2 separate regions of the Anas platyrhynchos genome follow, and region 1 is linked to region 2. A link is a contact called in public Hi-C data. All regions are on one chromosome and are shown on one strand. Each heading gives the region's core, a stretch centred on a gene start, on an enhancer-like site or on the middle of the called end of the contact. The rest is flanking DNA. Distances are from core to core; before and after follow the strand shown. Region 1 has its middle 31 kb from the start of CARD11. Region 2 holds the start of GNA12 (G protein subunit alpha 12).

What was found. A called contact is a pair of places that touch in the nucleus more often than the background predicts.
Region 1: a Hi-C map of skeletal muscle shows a contact between it and region 2, with 3 times the contacts expected there. The contact joins the enhancer-like site here to the promoter of GNA12 in region 2. A contact is called at or near these places in 3 of 8 Hi-C or Micro-C datasets (liver, skeletal muscle and subcutaneous adipose tissue).

Annotation. Positions count from the first base shown.
Region 1 is chr15:15,612,872-15,619,689 of IASCAAS_PekinDuck_T2T, reverse strand. No RefSeq gene overlaps it. Among named protein-coding and RNA genes, the nearest start is that of CARD11, 31 kb to the right of the region's middle. Within about 2 kb of position 4,254, at least 1 of the 8 cell types and tissues checked has an H3K27ac peak or open chromatin away from gene starts, as enhancers often do.
Region 2 is chr15:15,519,871-15,527,178 of IASCAAS_PekinDuck_T2T, reverse strand. It overlaps GNA12 (G protein subunit alpha 12), which reads left to right and starts at 4,981. Exons shown (of 4, transcript XM_005020110.6): 1 at 4,981-5,616. The coding sequence starts at 5,296.

The DNA of each region.
Region 1 (6,818 bases), core at 3,005-5,504, 93 kb before region 2:
GTAAGTGAATAGCTCAGATTCTCTGCTGTTCTGTCTTCCAAACATTCTTTTATTGAGCAAGTTACATTCGAATGTTTTGAAATAACATAGGTCATCTTTGGTTAGCTAGATTTACGTTAAGGAATTTTACTTCCTTAATGTAAATCTGGTATCCAAGAAGTGTTTGGATAATGCTCTCAGACATGTGATCTGATTTTTGGGTGGTCCTTTGGGGGCTCAGGAGTTGGACTCAATGATCTTTGTGGGTCCCTTCCAACTTGGGATATTCTAAGATTCTATGAAATCGTATGAAAAGCGTGTTATATGAAATGAGTAGCACAGAGATGCTTAGTAAATGGAACTGTGATATGTACAACTCATGTAATTTGTTTCTTACCTAAGGACTGAAAAACACAGGTCTGAATTTTTAAGTTGAACACATAGACCTGACTCAAGTGTTGCTCTACAACAGTTCTACAGTTGCTCCCTGCCACTTACCTTGCCAGGTTCATCTACCACACTTTCATTGCCACTCATTGATGTAGTGATGTTGGCTGTCCACAGTGATTTATAACAGTTTCACCACCACATATGAAACTGAACCGTTGCTTCAGGAGATTTGCAGATTAAAAGTTTTAGTGGTGCTTGCATTTTGAGGTGCTGGCTTTTATGAGAACCAGAATATTGAAAAAACACTTTATACTACCAACAAGTGTTAGAGTTGCATGCTACACAGTATTTCCAAGACTGGGATGAATTCCTCAGTTTCTCCACCACCTCCCTTATCAATTATTTACCTTTTTCATGGCACATTAGTTTTGTACCCTCCTTTTGCATGTAGCTTTCACAGCTTTATTATCCTGTGCACACAGCCTTCTGTAGAACTTGGCCAGCTCTGTCTTCTTACTGGGGATCCTGGCTGAGAAGAATAATGATAATGAGATGAGAATATAGATATCACGTTGCTTTGAGTGACTGCGTGGCGACCACTTTTGCCAAGAGCTGATTGTGAACACAACTATTGGTCTTTCCAAAGCAGGCTCAGTGATGGCTGACAGAGCAAGATCGCTGCCAACTGCAAATTTGGTGAACTAAAACAATGATTATGTTACAACGGACTGGAATTCTAATTGCAGCTAAATGTGTGTTTTCTTTGCCCTCCTGCTCTGGCCTCGTCTCTAATTCTTAAAGCAGGAGCTAGCATGTATCGTTGATCCTTCTGAATTGTGCTGAGGGAGTAAAGCTGCCTATTGATGTATTTAACGTCTTTGAATGAATGATGTTTTATAATGAGTGAACAATCCGGACTCCCTTTCATCTCCTTACGTACTAGTTTTTGATATTCAGTATGTGTATTAGAGCATAGCGCATCACATGAAATAGAAAATTTTAACCAACTTCTTCACATTTAGGAGATGAGAGCCAAGTGGCAGGATTAGAATGGCTGCATCCCAGAGGCAGGCTCAAACAGTCTTTATATTGTGCTCTGTGTCAATGATATGTAGTGCCTGGGTGGTGATTTTCATAATAGGCTAATCTTGTTGGGGAGAAAAGCAAAAGAATCAAGTCCAAATTGTAATAAGTTATTCAAACAGAGCAATTAGCTTTTTCTTTTCAAATGTGTAATACAGAACAACAGAATCTTATCTCTACTAAACCTGAACACAGAGGTCTGGGAGGGTAAAGCAGCCAACTGACAAGAGAAATGCAAAGTGATGAGGAAATGCTAAAAATGAACTGGTTTTCATCCTTTAGAAAAATAGTATTTGGATTGCCCAGTTGATTTCAAAGCTTAGGGAGTGAAATTACAGTTGACTTTTTTAAGATACCTTCTTTGAGGAAGCATCCTTCATGACATGCAACTAACAACTGGCATAATTCACTCAGCCTTCTGGTGTGGTGTGGACTAAGTTCTCTGTTGTTGAGTATGCTGGGAAGAGTGATATTCAACGTTGCATTGTACTGTGGCTCTAATGTAACATGAGAGAAAAGCATACTAAAAGCACCCGCCTTTGATCATTATTTTTTTTTTCCTGTAGCTTGGTAATTAAATCATTAAAATTTTATCTTCACTTATCCATGGATAAAACCATTTGAAACAATTAGTATGCTGCAAGAGATGTGTGAAACCAGAAGCGTTTATACGGTGTGAGTGACAAAGATAGATTGAGAAAGAGAATAGACGAGAACGTAACAAAGCTGCCTGTACTTTGTACTATTAGCAGTAGGTGCACTTCCAATTGAGATAGCTATTGGTGTTTTCATACAGGTGCCACTAACACATAGATTTAAATGTAAATAAATTGTGAATATGTTTTGCATTGACATTTTCCCTTCAAGTAGCATGGTGAGGGAAGTTATGGCGACTCATAGAACTTGTGCATGAGCCATTTATGTAGGTTTACAAGAAAAATGGCATGGAGCTGAGTATCTGGACAATTTCTGCATACCTACTTAGGAGCTTTGAAAAAAAAAAAAAAAAGCTCTTTTTTTTATTATTATTTTTAACTTCATCATATAGTATGAGATTGCAGAGAGGTGGATTTATTGGCCAAGGCTCATTTGATGAGCGCCATAAGAAAAAAGGACAGGAAATGTAATTTTGGTTGTGACATTTTGATACATCATACAATAATTTTGCGGTCCATATCATACTTGTTCTGTGATTCCTTCACTTGTTTTATAGGAAAAAAGCCTGGCAGTAAAATTAGGCAGAAAAGAATTCTACTCTTTCAAAAACATTTGCAAGATATTGAAAAGAAGAATAGCCATTATTAAGAGCACTGATGTGTAATTCTGGTGCAAAGTCTGACAGCACAATTCAGGTCTGTGCTTGCAGTTGGAGGTGGGTTTGAGGCTGAATCACACAGACCTCCAGTGAACACCAGTCTGTTTTATTTGGGAACTATTTATTGCACAGGAGAAAGTTCAGAAATAGTTAGCCCCTAAGCAAGCATATAATATATTGTAGGAAACTATGGGAGACACATTATGGCAATTTCCAATTCTATTCTGAGTGTTGAGAGTCCTAATTCTTTGGGACAGTTTTGTTCTAACAAGGGGGGAGATCAAGAAAGGCTCATAGTCCATAGTTGACTTTCCTTTTGTTCTCAAAAAGGAGTAAATGTCTTAAAAAACCAACAATAACAAAACACACAGACAAAAAACCTCCATACCTCTGTTCTTTCCATAAATAATTTTTCCTGACTGTTTTGCTGACAGACTGGCCTCCCCCAGGCATTTCTCATATGTCAAAAAAGTTGTAAGAGTTGTGTAGGAAACAACACTAAATTAAAACGAAGAAGAAACACTTCTGTTTTTTTCTTTCCTTTCCCTTACCAAATCTAAACACTGACTCTACTAAAATCTTTTAAGTTCTGCAAAAATCCAAACATCATTGCTATTATTGTGTGAGGTTACAGAAGTTCTGTAATAGGGATGTGTGCCTGTCATTTCTAACAATGTGTTATGATACAGTACTCCATTTAGAAATGGCAATGACAGCTATTAACCTATCCTGTTTGTTATAGTATAATAGTGGAGACTAATCCCTTGATTTCAGTTAAACGCCGTGAGTTGAATGCTGCCCTAGACGACACAATTGTTGGATTCATTTAAATGAAACTATGGAATACTTTTTGTCTACATCTTTATTTTGAGAAATCTGAAAGAATTATAGTTTTGTCATTTGTCTTGTCCAAGACTTGTCCAGTGGTGAGAAAGAGGGATCTCAATTTTATTTGATCTGTACTTTTCATTTCTCAGTTCAAACGTTCATTTTTCCCTTTGGTGAAACTTGATTTGCATTTAGTCCTGACTTCTCTGTGTCTTGATTCATCAGTGAAGCTGTAACTCTGACCTAGCAGGACTACTTTGGCTGAAGCAAACAAAGAAATTCTCCTTTTTTTTTTTGTTTTGTTTTGTTTTAATTCCATCCTGATCATTAAAGTCAGGGACTTCTGAAAAAACTCATTGTTCTTTCCATTGATCTGAATGTAAATCATCCATTTGCTTATGCAAACAAGGTAATATTAAATTTCAAGTTTCACTCAACCTTTGTTTTCTGAAAGCATATGCTGGCATGAAACTGGAATAACTTCTGTTAGATTTTAAAAACTCACTCGTGTGGCAGGAAAACAGGTAAATTTAAGGCAGTTTTTCCTTCTTTGGCCCAGTACAGGCTTCTGGTTTTGCGAATAGACGTGGTTAGGTATGGACAGCTGTTGCATCAGCTCTATTCATCGTCTTGCTTGGCATAACACAGACCTGCTGTCTCAGCTCAGTTAAGAGGTGTGACTCGCTGGAGGCCTGGGAACAGCAGAATCCATCCTCACCCCATCCCCAGCATTACTAAAGTGTCTTCTGGATCACAGCCAGTTCACTATGTAGGCAGACTTGAGGACAAAGGATACATGGTACGTGATTGTGTGCAGTTCACAGTTAGGCATGTCCTGTGTTTTCCTTCTCCATGTATAGAATTAGTTCACAATGCCAGTGTATAGGACTGAGCTGTAACAATCAGGTATTGAGAAGGTGTGCACTGTTCCCTTTGGTCTGTAGAAGCAAGATTGGTCCCTATATCCAGAAATTCCAGAAAAACACTGCAGTATCCATAGTCTTCTTCATAATGGTTTTATTTTGTTTCTGCCACAAATATATTCACATTTGCTCTTCACAAGCCTAATTTGTTGCAGTGAGGTGAGTTTAATTATCTTGTATCAGTCGTTTTGAAAATCCAAGTTTAGGTATACCTTGATGGTATTTTCATCAGGTTCTTCTGTATCCCCTCCCCCAGCAAATCCTTTGCTCCAAATAAAGGACATCTGAATGATCAAAAAAGAGTAATAGCCAAATAGATGATCCATTTGCAGCCCCCTTGAGAATTGTCCTGCTTGTGTATTCTGTCACTGGTATATTTATTCATATTGGAGTCAGAGGCTCACTATAGAGCAGCTAAATATCAGGACAACACAGCTGCAGACTCCAGCACTATATAAGATCATTTATAAATTGCTGATAAAATTCTACCCAGACTTACATTTGTGCAGTACTAGTAACTTAAATTGGGTTGTCTGGATGTGGTAAGGACAGAAACTGCCCCCTCAAAACTCTCATAAAGGTGAGACATTTATCCTTTGTCATCAGTTTCCCCACATACACTATGGAAGAACAGCCGTTAGCATTAAAATGACAATTCAAAACAGTATTGTACCTTCTTTTTTTAAGGTACATAGATAAAAATACTACACATTTATTTTATGATGTGCTTTATATGGGGGGGGGAACGCACTGTAAGTATGAAGTATAAGAGGGCTGCTTGCCATCTCCTTGATGTCTACTAGCCTAGACAAAGGGGGAAGGCAGCCAGAGCAGGGCTGGTTAGCCTGGCTGCACTTGGGTCTTGGGATCATTCTGGATCCTAGGCTGTTCCTAGGACATGCTGCCAATTATTTCCCCAGTCTGCAGGCCCCATCTGCTATAGATGGTCAGGTTATTGCTCTTCCTGAGCAGACACGAGCGTTCTGCAACCACAAGGATGGTATAGGAATGGATGAACTAACTACCTGTGGGACTAGAGCCTGGTCACGCTACAAATTGTTTCTTTCTGAGGAACGTTGCAAACATTAGTACACATTTGGCTTTATTCAGGACTCTCTGCAGGCTTTTCCCTGAGTTGACAACAATGTTCTAATGAGAATTCAGTGTGAATAGGGTTTTTGTTGTTATTCTTAGCCTACCCTTTACTGATAGAGTAGTGTAGGTACAGCCATTGTACATGCATCCCGGCAGCTTTGTGACTGCAAAGTCTCATAACATGAATGAAAAATGTTTTACAAGTTCCCTTCATCTTTTCTTTTGAGAGAGTTGTTCAAGATAGCACCCACAAGGAAGGATAATTTTGAAGGGATTGGAATGTTCAACAGGCACATGTGCTGAAGCAGGATTCACTCTAAAGTGCTGAGAATCCTTCTTTTGGAAATAATTTTTGAGCTTACTGGTCACGGTGGGATGAGTAATATTGATGGGAGTAATGTGAAAGTTTACAGCAGCATTCTGTAAGTGCATATCCTGTTCCACTGAGCTAAAACTGGATTATTCAGATAACGTGGTTCTTTGACTTCGAGATCTTTGGAGCATGATAGGGATGGAGGAAAATCTGCTAACTATTTGCTCTTGACAGGAAGACACCTGGCCCATTCCCCTACCTTGGCAGATATGTCAAATTTGAATTATTCACCCATTTTAGTGACTTATTTTGACCTGAACTCTGAGCCATCACAGTGCAATTACTGTGTGTGTTTTTTTTTTTTCCTCTGCATGCTTAAAATATGAAAGCTCAGTGTTTGTGCTCTGCTTTGCATCAGCAAACTTTTTGAGCCTGATAAGGAAATCAAATTCCAGCCTCTCAAGCAGTTTTATTTGCAAGTTTTGCAATCCCCTCCTCTCATCCCAGTGTGTCAGGCTGTCTTGCAAATGAGACTACCTGGTTTAACTTAATGTTATTATTTAAACTTTTGCAGAGCCCATAGATATCTGTATATCTTCTGTTTATTTTTTCAGTTCTTGTTAAGAATGAGGATTTTGCTGGTGAATTATTTATATGACAACAGGAAATGAGAGGGGGAGTGGTGTGAAAAATTTCCATAAAAACCTCATGCAGTTTTCAGTAGATTTCAGTAAAAACATTTTGTTCTCTTCTTTGCAAGTTCCGTTTATATTTTGTCACGAGAGAAAGCTGCCACTGATTTATTTTAAATATTTATACAGCATTGCAGTCTTAAGATATACACACACATTACGAGAACCATACATTAAGGAATTTTATCTTCAAATAAAGA
Region 2 (7,308 bases), core at 3,732-6,231:
CTTTGGACATGAAGAGAATAACTAAAGCGAACATCTGTTTTCCCTTTAGATGTGGAACTGCAATAGCAAGCCATGCATAAATTTTATTAAGGCTTACTAATTTCCTATGAGTTTGGGGAGCTACATGTTACCCATGGAGATATTTGGCTCTGCATCTCCAGATGAAATGTAATTTTAAAAACAATGCAGAAAAAAAAGTGTATATAATTTGGCAGCAAACATGTTAGATTCTGTTCTCAGGGAGCTCCATTTTCTTTGACTTTGTTTTTATACTTTTTGGATTTTTTACCTTTTCTTTCCTCTTAATGTTATTCTCCTTGTTTTCCAATGACTTTCTGTAACATAGACATCTAAACGAAACAGGCATCTGAATTGGATATACTGCTTAACGTTTGAGGCTTTTGTACTCAAAATCAGAGCTCCAAACATATTTAGGACCTAAGGCTGGTTTTATGTTGTTTCTTAGATGCCAGACTTCTTGTGCATGCTAGGGATGTATGCTCTAGCCAGCATATGCCTGTTCTGTCACTTGGGGCTCTAGGAATGTCTCCAGATTTAGAACTCAGAAGCAAGGACTTTTGAGACATAACCTCATGTGGATATAAACCCGCTCAGACCCCACAGGCCCAGTTTCTGTGCCTTCTGAGGGCACCTTTGAGCAGAACCTCACTTTCTGATCTTTCTAAACTCCCCGAACCAAGGCACATCGTCCCTGTGCACAACCAAGGGAACTTCACATTAAGAACTTAGAGTCTGCAGGATGCTTAGCAGGACATGCCTGGAATTACACAGATCATGCCATCTTATATGAAATAAGTAGAAAAGCCACGGCATGGGTTAAAAGTATGCTTGTCTTCTCTTAATAATTAATTGTTCAGGGATTAATATGGGGTTTTGTGTTTTGAAAGTAAACTAATCCACTCGTTGGCTGGTGTGTAATGAAGGAGAACAGGCTACTGTCAAGCAGGCTGAAAACAGTGAAAATTAACTACAAGAAGTGCCACGACTCACATATTTTATGTATATGAGTAATGTATTCTCTGTGGGACAGAAGATGAAAATATCACACAGAAAAGAAAAACACTGTGGCTACAAATTTAATAAAAGAAGCAGGCATACTTTGCCTCACAGCATATTTTGGCATTTTTACTGCCTGTTGGTATCTGGGCTGGGCAATTGTGAGAGAATCCATGTTTGCAAACCCACAAGAAGCATGAACGAAACCTTCTGCAGCCTCCCTGCCTGCAGAGATAGCAAAGGGAAAAGAAAATATAATTAAAAATCAGAATACTCTGATATCAAACAATTATAATTTGAAAACACTGTTTGGTCCTCCATTCTTCTTCCAGTCATACCATTATGAGGCTGTTTATGGTTTTCATGTTCTTTTTCTAGGCCTGTTTGCAATATCTTGATGTTAATGCTTAGAAGCTCAAGAAGTTTAGGCAAATCTGGGTCAAAAAAACAAATGCATGTACAAAACAACTGTATATTAAAGCAATGTTAAAAGGGACAATGCAAATACTGAGAAACAAATTCCCTTTTAAATGTATTTTTTGAGAGATGCCAAACTACTTCAGTTTTCTTTGACTTGATGGGAGTTGAGACTGCAATCACTTCAAAGAACTGGGACTGCTGAAAAAGAGCAAATTACAATAGAGATCATAAAGACTTGCAGAAAACATCCAGCTAAGGTGTCAGTACCCATAGCAAAACACTACTGTATTAGTCCTGGAAGGTTCCCATATTCTTAATGAGGTTACTAGAAAATAGTTGATTTATTTGAACTGTTTTTGTTTTATTCCTCCACAGGAGAACATTATTCAGTTTTTCTATTTTTTTCATGCTGCTGTGGGGAGTGTGCAGAGAGGTGGCCATTGAAAAAGCTGCATAAAACCCCTGAGAATGCAGTAAGCAGAATATAGCTCTTTTAACATTACAAATCTACCAGCTTAGGTAAGGGCTTGAAGTGCATATAAACTCCTGCACCTCCTCAGATAGGCAGAGTCACGATCTCAACAATGGAGTAGAAGCAAAAGGAGCTTAGATCATAAATCTTTTTAAGATCTACAAGCTTTGCTGTCTGAATGCACAACGAGCAATTCAAGGGCCCCAACATCTTTTAACAAGTCCGGCTAAGCTGGGAGTACTTCTGCCCTGTGGTAACAACAGTTCAGTATTTTGACTCAGTTCGCTCATCTAGCACAGTGGTGAGAAAGGACAAGGTGGGTGATATATCAGCTCAGGTGATTCCATTAGTGCATACTTTATCTTGCTGTTGTCTAAAGATTGCCAGTTTCGTGCCTAAACTCTGAAGTTTAAATTGCATTCGAGCTAGCTCTAATATTGCTGCATGGTGCTGTACTGCAAGCTGGTAGGCATAGCCTCATTGTTGTTTGCTTTGCTTTCCAGTTTCACTGAGCAAAATATTTTTCCTGGCAGTGACAGTGTCTGGTAGTGCTCAGGAAGACAAGAGCAGTGTCTCAGGTATGGACTAACATTCAGTTTTGTAGTAGTACCACCTTCATACTGTGTCATACTTTCAGAGCACAGAATATAGTCTTTAAGGCATGGGTCACAGCAGGCTGGATGAAGAATGGGCCATCATCCAGGGGGCTGAGGAAGAATTTGGGGTTGGTCAACTATGGGCTTCAAGACACTAGAAAGATAGCTCTTCATGCTTTCAAGGGCTTAATCCATATATCCCCTCTGTGCTCAACCCAAGCAGAAATAAGTGACACTTGAAACACAGAGAGAACCAAGTTCAGGCACCTCAGCCTTCCTCATTCCCTGTACTTCGTGCTGACATTCATCAGTGAGGCCATAGCCTCGTATGAACTTTCTGAAGAAGTCACAGAAATCACAGGATTTACAGACTGGTGTTCAATATCAGGGCTACTTCCATAACTTCTTGCTCATCCGCCTGAGCTGACCAGATGTCATGCCCAGCTGCAGTAAGGTCTGTATGTACAAGCAATCCAACAGCTTCTCCAAGTCCCATACAACTTTTCAGCCTTGATCTTCTGCCGTCTGTTTGCAGACCCCGGGGGCACAGAATTTTGTGCTGCAAGAGCTCCCAATTTTCCCGATCATAATTCATATTCATTTTCCTGCTCATTAAAAGTCTGTAGCCAACAAGGGAAATGGAAATCATGTTGCCCTCACTGCCTCTTTCTAGCCTCCTCTCCTCTATTCCATCTTTCAGTCTCCTTTTTTCTTTCTTTACATCCATGGGAGTTGAAGGAGGGAGAAATAGAAGCAGGTGTACAAAAAACAGTACAAGCCCAAAAGAGGGAGGTGAACTTGGAATTTTGAAACATGAAACTAGTAAATGATAAGGAAATGGAGAAAGGGAAGCTGTAGAGACTGAGTACAGACCTCTCTCTTATAAGCTTTTACATGGATGCTTACACCTACTGCTTACGCTCATCACAAAATATCTGCAGAAACATCAGCAGGGATCACCACATGCATTTGTGAGGTTCTGCCCAGTCCCTCAGCAGGGTAACAGAAAGCGTACTGCTGCAGCTCCGCAGTAGTAAACAAAATTGTTTTGTCCTGTTTTTAGAGCAGCTTCTGAATGATTAGATGAGCAACAACAGTGCTGCGGGGGAAAGAGGGAGGGGTGGACCTTTTCCTTTTGACAATTAGATGTGAGCTATTGAAAGCTGCTTTCATGGATGGATGCATAGAGAACTAAGGACATATGGTAGCTGATTTGTCTGATGAGGTTATTGTATACCATAATTTCGCTCTCACTTACAGACGAGGCAGGCCTATCACGGGAGTTGCACTTCACAGTTGTTTGAATTCTCTGCCAAATACTTTCAGAAGCTCAGAAGTCTGAAGAGGACCTCAAGCAGTGCGCAGACAAAGCTAGTGGGGCAGGAGTAAGGGAGCTAATCAGAAAATACCAATCTGGGCACTTCACAGTTACATAGGGTCTGATTTTCAGGCAGCTCAGGCTCTGTGGATTCCAGCGGGAGTCCTGAGTGCTCAGCTGCTCTGAAAATCAGGCCTGAGAGCATGGGGGATTTGGGGGCTGGTTTGTTTGCATCGTCCTGCTCTGGCTGGCTTCTTCTGGGGCAATGACGACCTCCAGCGGGGAATGTGGTGAATTGCAGCAGTGTTTTAGGGTGGAATGAGCTGTGCTGCCTCAAAGTGCAGTCAGAGAGCAAGATCCTGCGAGAGGAAACAGCTTTTTCAAGACATATTGTGTGTTGTAGTGAATGGCTCGTGGCTTTGTGTTGTTCTCCTGACTACTGCAATGCCTAAAGGTGTTTTTCAGTTCTCTCTCTTGGCAAGGAGAAAAAGATTTGCTCTTTGGGGAAGCTGACAACAGCACCTCGGTGTGATTAACACTCAGAGTGGGCACTCCCAGGGAGGGTTTTTGTTTATTTTCGTCTCTTTTGCCTAGGCCTTCCCCAGCGCTTGGTAAAGGCCTGGGGAGCACAAAACAGCTGGAGCTGGATGAGGTATTTATGACACAGACTATCAGAAGCAGAAACAAAGCAATAAGCACAGGACAGGCCTGCAGCAGGCCGTGGGGCCCCTCACGGCCCGGCCGCCGGGGCTGCAACGTGACGTCACGACCTGACGTCACACCCTGGAGTCGCGGTCTGACGTCACACCCCTTCGCCACGCCCCCTTCGGCCGACCGCCCCTCTCCCCCCAGCCCGGCGCAGGCCACGCCCCCTCCTCCACCACCGCGCTCCGCCCCACGCCCGCCATTGGCCCTCCCTCGCTTTGCCCCGCCTCCCTCCGCGAGGCTCCTCCCCCTCCCCCGCCCTGCCCCTCCCTCCCCCGCCCTCTCCCCCTCGCACCCCCGTCCCCTCACGGCGCTTTTATCCAATCAGAGCCGAGAACCCTTTGAGCGACGCTTCCCTCGCCCAACCAGGCGCGGCGTCGGCGGGGCGGAGCCCCTCCCTCCGCCGGCCGCCTGAAGCCACCGGGGGGCTCCCTGACACCCCCCCCCCCAACCCCTCCCCTCCCCTCCCTGCACCCCCTCAGCGGCCGCGGGGCTGAGGCCGGGCCGCGGCGCTCGGGGGGCGGCTGCCCGGGCCCCTGGGCGCCCCCACGGCTCGGAGCGAGCCGCCGGAGCCCCCTCCCCGGGCCTGCGGGCCGCGCCCCGCCGCCACCGCCCCCCTTCCACCTCCTCCTCCTCCTCGTCGTCGTCGTCGTCGTCTCGGCGGCCTCCGCCCGATGCTGGCCGCGCAGCCGGGGCTCGGCGCGGCGCCGTGAGGCGGCTCCCTCCCTCCCCTCCCTCCCTCCCCTCCTTCGTCCCCCTCCGCCGCCATGTCCGGCGTGGTGCGCACCCTCAGCCGCTGCCTGCTGCCCGCCGAGGCCCCGGGCCGAGGCCCGGAGCAGGCACGGAGAGAGGGCAAGGAGCGGAGCCGCGATGCGGAGCGGGAGGCGAGGCGGAGGAGCCGGGAGATCGACGCGATGCTGGCCCGCGAGAGGCGGGCGGTGAGGCGCCTCGTCAAGATCCTGCTGCTGGGGGCCGGCGAGAGCGGCAAGTCCACCTTCCTCAAGCAGATGCGGATCATCCACGGCCGCGAGTTCGACCAGAAGGCGCTGCTGGAGTTCCGGGCCACCATCTACGAGAACATCCTCAAGGTGAGGGGCGAGACGCGGGGGGCAGGTGCCTGGCGAGGCGCTGCCCTTTGTGTGCCCGCGGAGAGCGGCTCCCGGATCGCCCCCCCCCTCCCCAGGGCCTCGCCGAAAAGGAGTCGGGGGAAAAGTTGGAGGGGCTTCAGGGTTTGGAGGAGCGAGGAGGGGTCTCTGTGCACCCCGGGGTGAGGTGAAACACGGTCCCGGTGCGTGTGCTGTGGCTGAAACTGTCTGTGGGACATAGGTCCTTCAAGCTGGGTGCTGTGGGGTGTCACCGAGTGTAGCTCAGACATCAAAATAACTTCGTTTCGGTGCCTTTGCAAAAAGGTTATTGTTTGGTGCTTGTGCTCTTAGTGCTGGCGGTACATTTCTTTAGTGACTGGAGAAGGTAAAGGCTACTGGCAGAGCTGGCAAGTTGAGCTCTTGGTCTTCAGACAATGAAGGGAAATTATCCCTGACAACTGCTGTGCCCTTCTGGGGAACCAGCTCTGATGCCCTGTTCAGGTAGAAGGGGTTGTGTTCCAGAATATCATTGAAGATGTGTGAATACATTACTTATGAATAACTCTCTTGTAATCGTCATAATCTCTCTAAAAGACTAGAGACGGCTACTTAACTGCTTAGGCTTTCTTGTAGGATTGTTTCCATTCTTTTATGGACATGGATTTGTGAGGCACTCTAATACCTCATAGAAAACTTGAGTGAAGGCAACTGTCTAAGTTAAGGATGACAAGAGTGACTTCTGAATTTCCAGATTTGTTTTGAATAGAAGCTTATACGCCCTTAATAAGTGCACGCATACACAGTGATTCTTGGTTATTAAGAATTCCAGTACCCTGTCAAGAAGCTTTAACTTCTGTTAGTGAACCAGAACGTTGTTGGCTGATTTTCTTTTCCTTTACTTTTTTGGTCCAGTTTTGGAGCATGCTGTTTATTACATGAGCACATACATGAGTTACAGGCCCATTAACTGCAAGGAAGTCGAAGTTCAGAAGCCTTTCTTTGATTGAATTTAGGTGGAAAAAAAGCGTTGTTACAAGTTTTTTATTTGTATAACTAGAAGCAAGGATTCTTATCATAGAGGACGATGCTTATTTTGGCACTGTCACTGGTATATTTAGTGGTACTACTATTTTAAAGTAGTAACAGAAGCTTTTAAGGTAGAGATCTGTGGAAACAACAACTTGATGAGACTTTCTTCTTTAAGTTATAGAAGCAATACTATTTATGGTTAAAATACTATAATATTTTATGTATAAAGAAAGTATACAGCTTTCAGCAGTAGAATTTATTGTGCCTAGGAAAGGAAAGTGTCTCCATCATCTTGGGGAAGCTGAGTGACACACTTGAAGCACTTGTCTGCTGGATGGCTTTGGGCAAATCTGTGGAATCCGGGTCCTCAAGGTAGCTGGCTGGTGTTCTGATTTCAAGACCAGTAGTTACAGCACTTCATGGAGCGTTGTCAGCTGAACACCTCTTTTAAGCCTCCCAATCATCAAAGTAAAACATGGAGGTATTATTAAAGGGAGATAACAGGGTTTAATGAAAGCCCTTTTGGCATTGCAGATCATGGTTTGGGAGTGTTAGGGTATGGCACCCTTGTAGGTACGTGTACAGTGTCCGTTGAACTTCTGCTTTTTTGTTTCTCTGGATGACAGAGATGGCGCTTGTGTAAAAATACAGTTTGTATTTCATCCA